Regions from separate parts of the Sus scrofa genome. Here region 1 is linked to region 2. The links are chromatin contacts, called in public HiChIP or PLAC-seq maps. All regions are on one chromosome and are shown on one strand. Each heading gives the region's core, a stretch centred on a gene start, on an enhancer-like site or on the middle of the called end of the contact. The rest is flanking DNA. Distances are from core to core; before and after follow the strand shown.

Region 1 (6,296 bases), core at 490-2,989, 150 kb before region 2:
CTTAGCCTGGGAACCTCCATATGCCCACAGGAGCAGCCCTAGAAAAGGCAAAAAGCCAAAAAAAGAAAGAAAAAAAAAAAACAGAATCCATTTAAGTCAAGTTGTTTGACTTCCAAATGGGGGCTTTTGCTCTTGCCCTTTCTGTTCTGAAATCAGTATAAAGATATCCAGTTGTGATTTTAAGCCATTAAGTCTTGGTGTCATTTGGTATAAAGAAATAAATAAATAATACAAAAAACCAGTACCTGGCATTAGGGCTGGTCTTAAGAAGAGGCTGGGAAAGCAATGGTGAAACTTCTATCACAAACTAGACAAAAGGTGACCTATGTGCTCAAAAGCAAAAATATTGGCAAAAATGTTGCCTAAGGTAAATTGGAATTTGAATATGCATATTTAAAATACTGTAGATTTAGTCAGGAAACTAGCTAGCATATTGAAACTGTTACTTGTGTGTCTCTAGCTGTACGTAAGATATTGCCAAGAGAAATAAGCTAAAGAACAAACTGTTCAGTTGTGTCCAATTTCCATTTTGGAGATGAGTGAAACTGCATGTGATCAGTTGATTGTGGTAGATGACATGACTTGGTTTTGTTTCTTTTTTTGAGGGAGAAGGGTTGTTGTTGGGTTTATTTTTGTTTGTTTGCCATGCCTGTTGCATACAGAAGTTCCTGGGCTAGGGATCAAACCCAAGCCATAGCCGTGACAATGCTGAATCCTTAACCACTAGACAACCAGGGAACTCCTGTGGTAGGTAACATTACTATTCACAAATAAGGATGGATTAGAAAGCTGGAAAAAGTGACTCAGCAAAATAGTCAAATGAGACATCTCTCGCTGCTATTCCCCTCTCAACAACAATTTGGCATCTTTCCATAGGTAAAATGCTTTTGTGGAAACTGTGAGATCCAAGACCATATGCCAAGGCATTCCAAAAGAGCCTTGTCCACCTGTGCATCAGGTAATGATCAAACAGACCTCATTCCTGGCTGTGGACCACACAGTGGTCGATGAATTGGCTCTAGCCCTTCCCAGCCATGGTCTGGGAGCCCCTGGGGAATAATGTCTTAACAATCTCCGAGGGATGAGTGCTTCTGTAGAAGCCTAGAGTCCAGCAGGAAGTTACAAAACAACATCACAACAAAAAAAATTATGAAGAGTATAAGAGAGAGAATTTGATTGTAGCAATGTCCTTCCTCTCCCAAGACAGCACATCTGAGTGCAAGAGAGACCTTCTAAGCTCACATTTCCCCAGCAGAAGAAACTGACAGCATGTGAGTACCTGGACTGCCCTGTTGTGCAGGACACTGCCAAAGAGGCTGATTTCTCTCTCTTGTCCCATCCACAGTACTAAGCTATGAGCATAACTGGGAAGCTGAAGGCAGAAGGAAGAGTGGCAGACAGGACATGTGGAGGGCATTAGACTTGGATCCTACTAACAATACAGTGAAGTTCATGAAAGCCTGCCCTTCAGCCCCTGGGAGGCTTTGTACAAACCCTTCTGATGGGCTCATGGGCACCCCCAGAGCTCCACAGACCTCACACACCCCACTCCCTGTGGCTGACTCCCTATGTGTGCTCCCAATGACAGTAAGAATGAGCTTCAGCAGATGGCTAGTGAGCACCTGCACAACGCGAGCTCAAATCTGCAGGCCAGAGAGAAACCACAGACCCGAACCTTAGCATCCCTCTAGGGAAAACAAAATGAAGACTGCCAGCACCTGGCATCATGCTCTGCAAAGATCAAGTGAAGGCACAGGAGCTTAGGATTCTGCCACCAGAGGGAGCAAGAGAGTAGAGCAGGCAATCTATAGAGTTTGAGAAAGCCTCAGAACATCTAGCAGAACTGATGGAATTTATTGTTACTCCCAAGTCAGTCAGTAAAGATGGTAGGAAGAAACTCCTACTTCAAATGAAAAGGCAGCAATTAAAGACTTCAATGAGTATAAAACTAAAAGAAACATGAAACCACCAAAGAATCACAGGAGCCCTCCAGCAGCCACCCCAAAAGAGATGGAGACCTGCAATTTATCAGACAAATAATTCAAAATAGTTTCTTTATGGACTCTCAATAAGCTATAAGAAAACACAGAAGGACCTCTCAACAAAATTAGACAAACAACACACAGACAAAATGAGACATTTTTTTTAAAAAGTCAGAAATCAAAGAACCAAAGAGAAATTCTGTAACTGAGGAATACAATGATAAAATTTTAAATGCAATAGAGAGCACCAAAATTAGAATAGATCAAGCATAAAATAATCTATGAATTACAAGCCAGGACCTTTTAAATTGTTCAGTCAGAGAAGAAAAAAAAATGAAAGAGGTTGAAGAAAGCCTATGTGATCAGTGGAATACCATCAAGAGAAAACAATCTGCAAAATATTCTTGGCCCAGAAGAAGAAAGCACCCAACACCAGAGTGCCTAAATATATCAAGCAAATGTGACTAACTTAAGGGAGAAATAGACAACACTACAGTAAAAGGAGGGGACGGCACTACCCTGTTTTCAACAATGGATAGATCATTCAGAGAGAAAATCAATACAAGAAAATGTTGGACTTGATTTATACCTTGTATACTATAGACCTAGCAGACACATACAGAACGTTCCATCCAACAATGGCAGCATACACATTCTTCTTAAGCACACAAGAAACATTCTCCAGGGTATGTCAGATGATAGATCACAAAACAAGACTTAGCAAATTAAAAAGTCAGAAATTATACGAGCTAGTTTTTCTAACCACAAAAATATGTAACTAGAAATCAAGAAGAGAAACTGGAAAATTCAGAAACAATGTGTCAAATAAGAAATCCAAAGGGATGTTAAAAAGTATCTTGAAATAGAAAAAAATGAAAATGCAACATACTAAAACTTAAAGGATACAGTAAAAGTGACTCTAGGAGTTCCTGTCGCAGCTCAGTGGTTAACAAATCTGACTAGGAACCATGAGGTTGCAAGTTCAATCCCTGGCCTTGCTCAGTGGGTTAAGGAGCTGGCGTTGCAATGAGCTGTGGTGTAGGTTACAGACACGGCTTGGATCTGCATTGCTGTGGCTGTGGTGTAGGTCAGAGGCTACAGCTCCGATTAGACCCCTAGCCTGGGAACCCCCATAAGCCATGGCTCCAACCCTAAAAAGACAAAAAAAAAAAAAAGAAAAAAAAAGTGATTCTATAAGTTTATGTGATCAACGCTTACATTAAGAAAAAACAAAGATCCCAAAAAGCAATATAACTTTACATTTCAAGAAACTAGAAAAAAATCAGTCCAAAGTTAGCATAAGGAAGGAAATAACAAAGATCAGAGCAGAAAAAAATAGAAAAAATAAAACCACAATTTTTTTTGTAAAAGATACAAAAATGGAGAAAACATTAACTGTACAATAAAAAACAGGGAACACTAAAAAAATAGAAATTAAAGCAGAGATTTCATAGCTGTTAACACATAAAAAGGACTGTAAGAGACTACTATGAAAAATTACATTCCCACAAATTATTTAGTTGAAAAGAAATGGCTAAGTTCCAAGAAATATAAAACTTACCAGGGCTGAATTATGAAGAAATAGAATATCTGAACAGACAGATATCAAGTAAGGAGATTTAATTGGTAATCAAAGATTTTCCACTGAAGGAAAGCCCAGGACCCAATGGTATCCATGGTGAATTCTACCAAACATGTAAAGAAAAATTAATTCTGCCAAACATGTAAAGAAAAATTAATCAAACTTTAAAATAACTGAAGAGGAGGGAATACTCCAAAAATTATTTCATGAGACCAAAACTACCTCATCCCAAAACAGGATACAGGTACTATGAGAAAACAATGGGCCAATGTACCTGATAACTACAGATGCAAAAATCCTCAACAAAATATTAGTAAACTAAATTTAACAACACATTAGAAGGATCATACACCATAATCAAGAGGTACTGATCCCTGGGATGCAGGATGGTTCAATATATGTAAATCAACAGATGTGAGATATAGCATTAATAGAATGAAAGACAAAACTTACAGGCTCATCTGAAGAGATGCAGAAAAAGCATTTGACAAACACACATATGAAGTATTTCTTCAACATCCTTTCATGTTAAAAATCAACAAATTGGAGATATAAATAACATATCTCAACATAGTATCAGTCATAAATGACAAGGTCACAGCTAACACAATGATAAAAGTTGAAGGCTTTTCCTCTGAGTTCAGGATTAAGACAAGGGTGCCACTCTCACTACTCCTATTCAATATAGTACTGGAAATCCCTGACAGAGCAATCAGGAAAGACAAAGGAAACTCATCCACATTAGAAAAAGTAAAAACATCTCTGTTTGAAGATGGAATGATCTTATATACAGAAAACCTTAAGGTTTCTGCTCCAAAACTATTGGAAGTAATCAACAGATTCAGCAATGTTATGAGATACGAAACCAACAAGTATAATTTATTTTTGTTTCTATACACTAACACTGAAATATCTGAAAAAATTAATAAAAAAGTTACATCAAAATAGCACCAAAAACAATAAAATCCTCAGGAATAAATTTAACCATGGAAGTGAAAGGTTTGTACACTGAAAATTTTAAGATATAAAAGACAGCCCATGTTCATAGATCAGAAAAGTTAATATTGTTAAAATGTCCATAATACCCTAAGCCATGTATAGATTGAATGCAATCCCTATCAAAATTCCAATACCATTTTCACAAAAATAGAACAATCCTAAAATTCTTAGGAAAGCATAATATTCTGAATAGCCAAAGGTGATTAGAAAGAAGAACAGAGCTGGAGGCATCACACTTCCCAATGTGAAACTATATTACAAAGTTATAGTCATTAAAACATTATGGTAATGACAAAAAAGGAGAAAATGACCAATGGGGAGTTTCCATCATGGCTCAGCAGAAATGAATCTGACTAGTATCCATGAGGATGCAGATTTGATCCCTGGCCTTGCTCAGTGGGTTAAGGATCCAGAGTTGTCATGATCTGTGGTATAGATTGCAGATACGACTCAGATATGGAGTTGCTGCAACGGTGGCACAGGCAGTGGCTATAGCTCCTATTCAACCCCTAGCCTGGGAAAGTCTATATACCACAGGTTTGCCCCTAAAAAGACAAAAAAAAAAAGAAAGAAAGAAAAGAAAGAGAGAAAGAAGAAAAAAAGAAAGAAACTGACCAATGGAACAGAATCAGGAGCCTAGAAATAAACCCTCACATTTACAAATACATGACGGGAGATAATAACTGGGACAATGTCAAACTCAACAGTTTTGCATAACAAACAAAATAATCAACAAAATGTACAAGTAGCCTATGAATAGAAGAAATCATTTGCAAACCATATATTTGATAAAGGGTTAATACCCAAAATACATCAAAAACTCACACAACTTAATAGCAAAAAAAAAAAAAAAATCTTAAATCAGATGCTTTAAAACTGGGCAAAGCATCTGAATAGATTTTTTTTTTCCCAAATAAGATATGGCCAGTGAAATGAAAATATCCTCAACATTACTCATCATTGTCATTATGAAAATGAAAATCAAAGCCACAGTGAAATACCAAACTCAAACCTGTCACAATGGCTGGCTATTAACAAAAATAGAAGAGGTCACAAATGTTGGTTAGAATGTGAAGAAAAGGGAATCCTTGTGCCCTGTTGGTGAAAATCAGAAAATCAGAATAGCTACTGTGGAGAAAAATATGAAAGCTCCTAAAAAAAATTAAAAATAGAATGGCTATACGATACAGCAACTACTCTTCCAGATATATCTCCAAAAGAAATGAATACAGGGTCTCAAAGAGGTGTGTGTACTCCCATGTTCATTTAACAGTACTGGTAACAACCAAGACACGGAAACAACCTAAGTGTCCTTACAACAACGTACATGAAACGTGAGCGTGCTGGGCTATGTGAAATTGAAATAAGTCAGACACAGAAAAACAAATACTGCTTGGTATCACTTGCATGTGGAATCTAATAAAGCTGAACTCAGAGGAAAACAAAGTGAAAATCATGATTGCCACAGTCTGGGGAGTGGGACACGGAGATACTGGACAAGGGGGGAAACTTCCAGTTATAAAACGCATCATTTCTGGAGCGCTGATATACACCACGGGACTCCAGCTAACAACACTGTACTAAATACTTCAACATTTCTAAGAGAATAGATAACATGTTCTCATCACAAAAAAAGAAATGGTAATTGTGTGAGGTGATGTACGTTAAGGGTTAACTAACCCCATACGGATTTTTTTCTTTTTTTTTCAGAATGTGTCTGCGTCTCGTCAGCA
Region 2 (6,048 bases), core at 1,374-3,873:
TCTCCTTAAAAGCACAGATGGATTTTTATCCATATATGTAGCTCTAAATCGTTTCATTGAGCTCAATATATAATTGGTTTATTTAATTAATTTAAGTCACATGCACTTTTTAAAGGCAGCCATCCCTGTATCTAGTTGGTAAAGTAGCATGTCAGGAGGTCAGCCAGGCTGGCAGAGGGAGGTGCTCCTTGCTGTGCTCCTCGCGCTGGCAGGTGCTACAGGAGCTAGTTAAGACAATAAGGTAGAAATGAAAGAGTTAAGCATTTAATCCCTTACTGGGATGGTATACTAAGCACCAGTTTAAACTTCAGAAAACACCCATTCCCTCTGCTTCATTTTCCCTCATGGAATGTCGTGCCAAAGGCCAGGTGAACCAGGGAAGACGTGGGGTTCCCCTCCCTGTTGTGGGATCCCCAGACAGGTCTCTAACTTTTATCAACTATGAGGCTGGAGGAAGGGGTGAGGGGTTAGGGTTAGCACTGGAAAAGTCGTGGGCACTGATGATGAGTAGGAAAGAGGCTTCAGATTTCCTCTTCGTTCTCAACTCCAGTAAGGAGGCTGATCTTCCTCTGATGAAGACTTCTGTCCAAGGGCCTGGGTTAAAATCCCTAGAAATGAAGGCATCTGGGCTAGGAACCCAAGGTTGCTAAGAGCATGGACGGCCTGGGAGGGGCCTCTGAGACCTTGGACTGCAGACCCCGCAGGGCTCTAGCTGTGCACCAGTGCTCGTGTGGGAGGGTGACTTTCTCCCGTGGGCTTGCTTTCGTCATTGTCTGTGGTCGGGCCTCAAAAAAAAAAAAAATCGCAGAGGATTTTAACCAAGAGCCAGATTCCTTGCAACGCTATTAATAGTCTCTTAATACCATCCATGCTCACACCTGAAATTTTCAGTTTTCCTTATGTGATATGTCTCAATAAAAACTCAAAAAAAGTGTGTCATTATTAAGTGTGGATGAGGCGAACAGGAACAACAGGAACTTTCACACACTGCGGGTGGAACTATAAAGGTTCACTACCACTTTGGAAGACGTTTTGACACTGCTCACGAGAGCTGAAGAAATGCCTAGCTTGTAACATAGCAACTGTGCTCCCAAGTGTGTCACAGAATTATATGCACCTGCACATCAAAATATAAGCCCTCGGGGTTTATAATAGCATTATTAGAAAACAGCTCAAAACTGGAAACCCAGCCACTTATCGATCACAGGATACATAAATACATTATAGTACATTCATGCAACGGAATGTTTTAGGGCAACAACGATGAATGACCCACCATGGCATACAAAGTATGTCTGTAGACTAATTTCCAATAAAATAATGAGTCAAAAAAGACATAAGATAACATGTTATTACATTCCCGCGCATAAAAAGTTGTTAAAAGTACACTGTGATGCGTGCTGTTCAGCTTGGGGAAAGGGAGGAGAGTAGTTGAGAGAGGGCGTCAAGGTGGCTTCAGGTGCATTTATTGAGGGATGCTCCAACAGATGTGTTCACCCTTTGAGTATCCATTCAACAGTACGTTTATACACTAGATGCTTCTGTGTTTTTGAAAGAAAACAATGTTTTAAAGTACACAAATTGCCTTATGATTCTGCTCGTTTCTTATGTCCACTGTTCCAGCAAAAAGACTAAGCTGCCCGGTCAAGAGAAAAACCACACCGACATATTGACATAGTAAGAATACTCCTGTGAAAGCGATATTCTGTGAGAAGAAACAATGAGAAATATACAATAAATAAAAAAAGAAGAGAATCACAAGTGGCTACCGAAGAGGAAAACTCAGGGCAAGATTAGAAGCGGCCAGCACAGATAATGATTACCCTTGTTGGGAATGGGGACATGCTGATATAGAAAGCAACGGAGAAAGAATTTTACCACTGGCCATTTGCACCAATACAAAAATAGTACGTGGGGACTTGATGACTGTACAAGTATCTTTTTCAAAAAATAATTTACTTTTCCGTAATTACTTTAGAAACACAAAAATCACTCAACAGAAACAGCATTTTAAATTAATCGTTTAAACTATTGTTCAAAAAGAGTTGCTGCCACAGGCGCAGCCTCAGTCAATAAATAAATAAATGGTTGATATAATTCAGGCAAGTCGGTGGGAGAAAAATAAAAAACTTTCAAGAGTGTAGATGAGTAGTTGCTCAATATTAAAAAATTAAAACATTTTGGTTAAGATAGATGTATTTCAACATAGCATTTTCTGTGGTAATATTATTGAAATCATAGCTTATGCTTAACCTATTATTGGCTAAGTTGAGGTCGGTGTGAGGAAATGGAAAAGAAAGGGCCAAAAACTCATGTTCTTATACCCTTTGCCATGATGTCTCACCAGAGACTTTTCACAAATCCCAGCCCGAGAGGACAGCTTTTATTGAGAAAACTAAACGCACACTCCATGCTACGGAGCTGCGTGCTTCACTATAGCGTACGGTGATTGACAAACAGAAAATAAGGAGCAGAAAACCACTCAGTGAATGAACAGCTTAATGGCAGGTGCCCTCCTGAGCAAAGCCTTTTGGACAAAACGCTTTGACTCCAGAGGCCTCCTCCTGAACCCATACTTGGCTCATTTAGTCACTTCCAAGTGTGTCAACAGTACTCTCTTGCACAACCACTCCCTGTTTCAACGGAGAGCATAACTCACAAATCATTTAAGTAAGAGGCCAGAAAACAGCCGTAAAAGGGTCAAAAGTCTCTGACTCTTCCTGAAACATCTCATCCCACATCCTGTCATCAGCAATCAGACTGGTGAGGAAAGGCTATTAAATGGTCCAGTCTGGCTGTTTATTCTCGCAGGGAGGATCCAGCAGAGAAATCAAGCTGAAGTTGGGAAGTTCGTAACGTGCTGAGCAGAGCTCTGGGCGTAGTTAATCGTCACACATTTGTCGTGGAAGAGTTATTTCTTTAAGAATCACTTAGTTTATAATCGCAAACACGTTCAGCCACACGTGCGAGCCATCACTGGAAGGAAGTCGGCGCCACTGGAGGGGCAGTCAAGCCTCAGCATCGTGGCCACTTACCGCAGGAACAGTGGGAGTTCGCTACACAGGACCCTGGTGTTCTTAGAAAACCAGCGTGAGATGCACTGGGAGCAAACAACTGTCAGTCACCTCCTTTTACTAAAAAAAGGTCCATTTGTGAAATGTTGCTCTGAAGAAAGTCAATTTCATGAGACATGGCACAGTAATTGTCACCATTTTATGAGCCTATTTTCCTGGTTCTTACTCATCATTTTAGGGACACACTTTTCTATTTTTTTCTTTTTCTATTTACTTGATTCACATGAAAAATTACATGACATTTGAACAAAAATGGAAACCTGAAACCACGAAGTCTGCAGTCTCTATACTGATTAATGAACAGGTTGTCTGGAGTCTGTGATGCTCAAACACGCCACAGACGTACCCAAGCCCACACTCCTCCTGGAAGCCTGAGAGCGTGGGTTCTGCTCTCATTAAGCAGACAGAGCAGGCTTTCCAGTCCCCGCGCCTTCACTTTTCTTGCCTTTCCTCAGAAGAATCTCACCCTTCAGATCCTACCGTAGTCAACTGCAAACCACTGACGACAATAAGCATGAGGGCCTATAGGTTATCAACCTGCTGTCTGACTCTTGCCTCATTCTCACTTTTACATGTTGAACAGCTCTCTGCAGTTACTATTTTTCCATTCACCGTCTTTCTGGTAAGAATCTGAGCTGGTAACATTTTCATTATCCTACAGTCTTTTTTTTTTTTTTTTTTCTTAAAGCATACATTTTAAATTGTCTTATGTCTTAAAAGTATCTTGAGTTTTGTGTTTTTATCTTTAAAATTTTGGATTCTTTTTTTCACAATTGTATCTTCACTCTTGTATGTGTTTTACGTTTGGTCTTGGTTGAGATTAAATAGGAACAAAGTATCTGGTGACTTACCTTTCCTTCTATTTCTTACATATACTTTTGAGTAAGATTCATTTGCCTCATCTTAGAGTGTACTTAGTATCCTTTTCCCTTTTTAGAGACTTTGCTTATATTAACTGTCTTACTGTAACTATATTAATTTATTCCCCGTCTTTTTCTTTTCTTCTCAACCTATTTCTTTATCTTGTGCTTTAAGTACACATTTATTCAATACTAAATCTTTTTTTTTTTAATTTTACCTTTTGCTTATTCTAAAATATAGGCACTTAAGGACAAGTGATGATTCATTTCCTAGTCTAGGAAAAAAAGCGTTTTCTCCCTTTGATTCTTTACAGGATTTTCAGTGCTCTATTCCCACAGCACCAAAATCTTTATTTGAGATAATGAAATAAATTAATAAGATAGTATTCCTTTACAGATATTCTCCAGGGACGTTCATGTTCTAATTCTGGCATTTTTTTCCCCATAATAAATTAGTTTTTTGTACTCAAAAATCCATCATTACCGCCTTATTCAATTACGCAGTTAAATAAATCATGCAAATGGCATCTTATGTAAGAAGAGGGAGAATTGGCAGGAGGATATCTAGCAGAGGGAAGACCTCATTTCAACCCCCTATAGTTAATCTTAATGAAAAAGTAGGACATACAGGGAGTTCATGGTCAGCAAATCTGTCCCGAAAGAAAAATTTAAAAAAGTCCTTCAGAATTGTTATTGTGAATCAAGAAGACAACTGCTTATAACAACAGTGTATTGAATGATTATAGTGTATGGATAAATAAAATGAATGACTGAAATGTCCAAAGGGGAAGGAGGGAGCTGCTGAGAAAACTCTTTTAAGATACTTGTACTATACTTAAAGAAAAATAACTTATTTGAAGGAAAATTATTATCAGTTAATATATATATTTTATATATATTTATCATTAGTTAGTATTAGTTAACTATTATTATAGTAATAATATAATAAACTATATATACACATATATCTCAAATTGCAGGGAAAGTTCTAACAAATTTTCAAAGTATCAATGATATGATAAGAAAGAACCTAAAAGTGTTATTTTATGAAGTACCCAAAACAAAGAAGACAGAAAATGATAGAGGGGGAAAAAACAAATACAGATGAAATGCAAATAGCTCAAGACACAGTAGAAATTCTTCAACAAATGATGTAGGGAAATGTTTCCACATGCATAAGAATGAGGTTGGAACCTTACTTTATATGAGATACAGAAATTAACTCAAAATGGGGAGCTCCCATTGTGTTGCAGTGGAATTGAATCCAAGTTGTATCCATGAGGATGCAGGTTCAACCCCTGGCCTCAGTGTGTTGGGGATCCGGCCTTGCTGTGACCTCTGGTGTAGGTCATGGATGCAGCTCGGATCCTGGATCCTGCGTTGCCATGGCTGCGGTGTAGGCCAGCAGCTGTAGCTCCGATTCAACCTCTAGCTGGGGAACTTCCATATGCCATGGGTGCAGCACTTAAAAAAAATAAAAGATAACTCAAAATGGGTCTAAGATCTAAACATAATATGTAAAGCTTTAAAAGAAGACACAGGGAAAAAGCTTCCTGACATTTTATTTGGCAATAATTCCTTGGATATGACACTAAAGGCATAGGTAACAAAAAAATAGACTAATTGAACTTCAAAATTAAAACGTTTCATGCATCAAAGGGCACTATAAACCAAGTAAAATGGGAGTCCATAGAATGGGAAAAGTATTTTCAAATCATATATTGGATAAAGACACAGTATCTAGAATATATAGAGAAAACCTAAAATGCAGCAAAACACAACCCAGTTCAGAAACAGGCAAAGGATTTGAACAGACATGTCTCCAAAGAGATACACAAATGACCACCAAACATACTAATAGATGCTCAACATCACTAATCATAATGGAAATACTACTATCAACACTACAAATACCACCTCACACCCACTTGGATGGCTACTAACAAGGATTAGTGACTACGAGGAGAGTTTGGAACCCCTGTATGCAATTGGTGGGAATGTGAAATGGTGAAGCCACTGTGCAAAAGAGTAGGGCAATTTTTCAAAAAAATTACAAATGGAATTACCACATGATCCCAAAATTCCAGTTCTGCGCAAATATCCAAAAGAACTGA

Evidence for each region. HiChIP or PLAC-seq counts read pairs in DNA pulled down with a chosen protein or histone mark.
Region 1: an H3K27ac HiChIP or PLAC-seq map of alveolar macrophages shows a contact between it and region 2. The contact joins two enhancer-like sites. A contact is called at or near these places in 1 of 47 Hi-C or Micro-C datasets (adipocytes) and 1 of 2 datasets of contacts at active chromatin or transcription factors (alveolar macrophages).

Annotation. Positions count from the first base shown.
Region 1 is chr10:1,988,249-1,994,544 of Sscrofa11.1, reverse strand. No RefSeq gene overlaps it. Among named protein-coding and RNA genes, the nearest start is that of RGS18, 450 kb to the right of the region's middle. Within about 2 kb of position 1,739, at least 3 of the 83 cell types and tissues checked have an H3K27ac peak or open chromatin away from gene starts, as enhancers often do. A contact at or near this core is called in alveolar macrophages, where this site is marked.
Region 2 is chr10:1,841,581-1,847,628 of Sscrofa11.1, reverse strand. No RefSeq gene overlaps it. Among named protein-coding and RNA genes, the nearest start is that of RGS18, 300 kb to the right of the region's middle. Within about 2 kb of position 2,623, at least 5 of the 83 cell types and tissues checked have an H3K27ac peak or open chromatin away from gene starts, as enhancers often do. A contact at or near this core is called in alveolar macrophages, where this site is marked.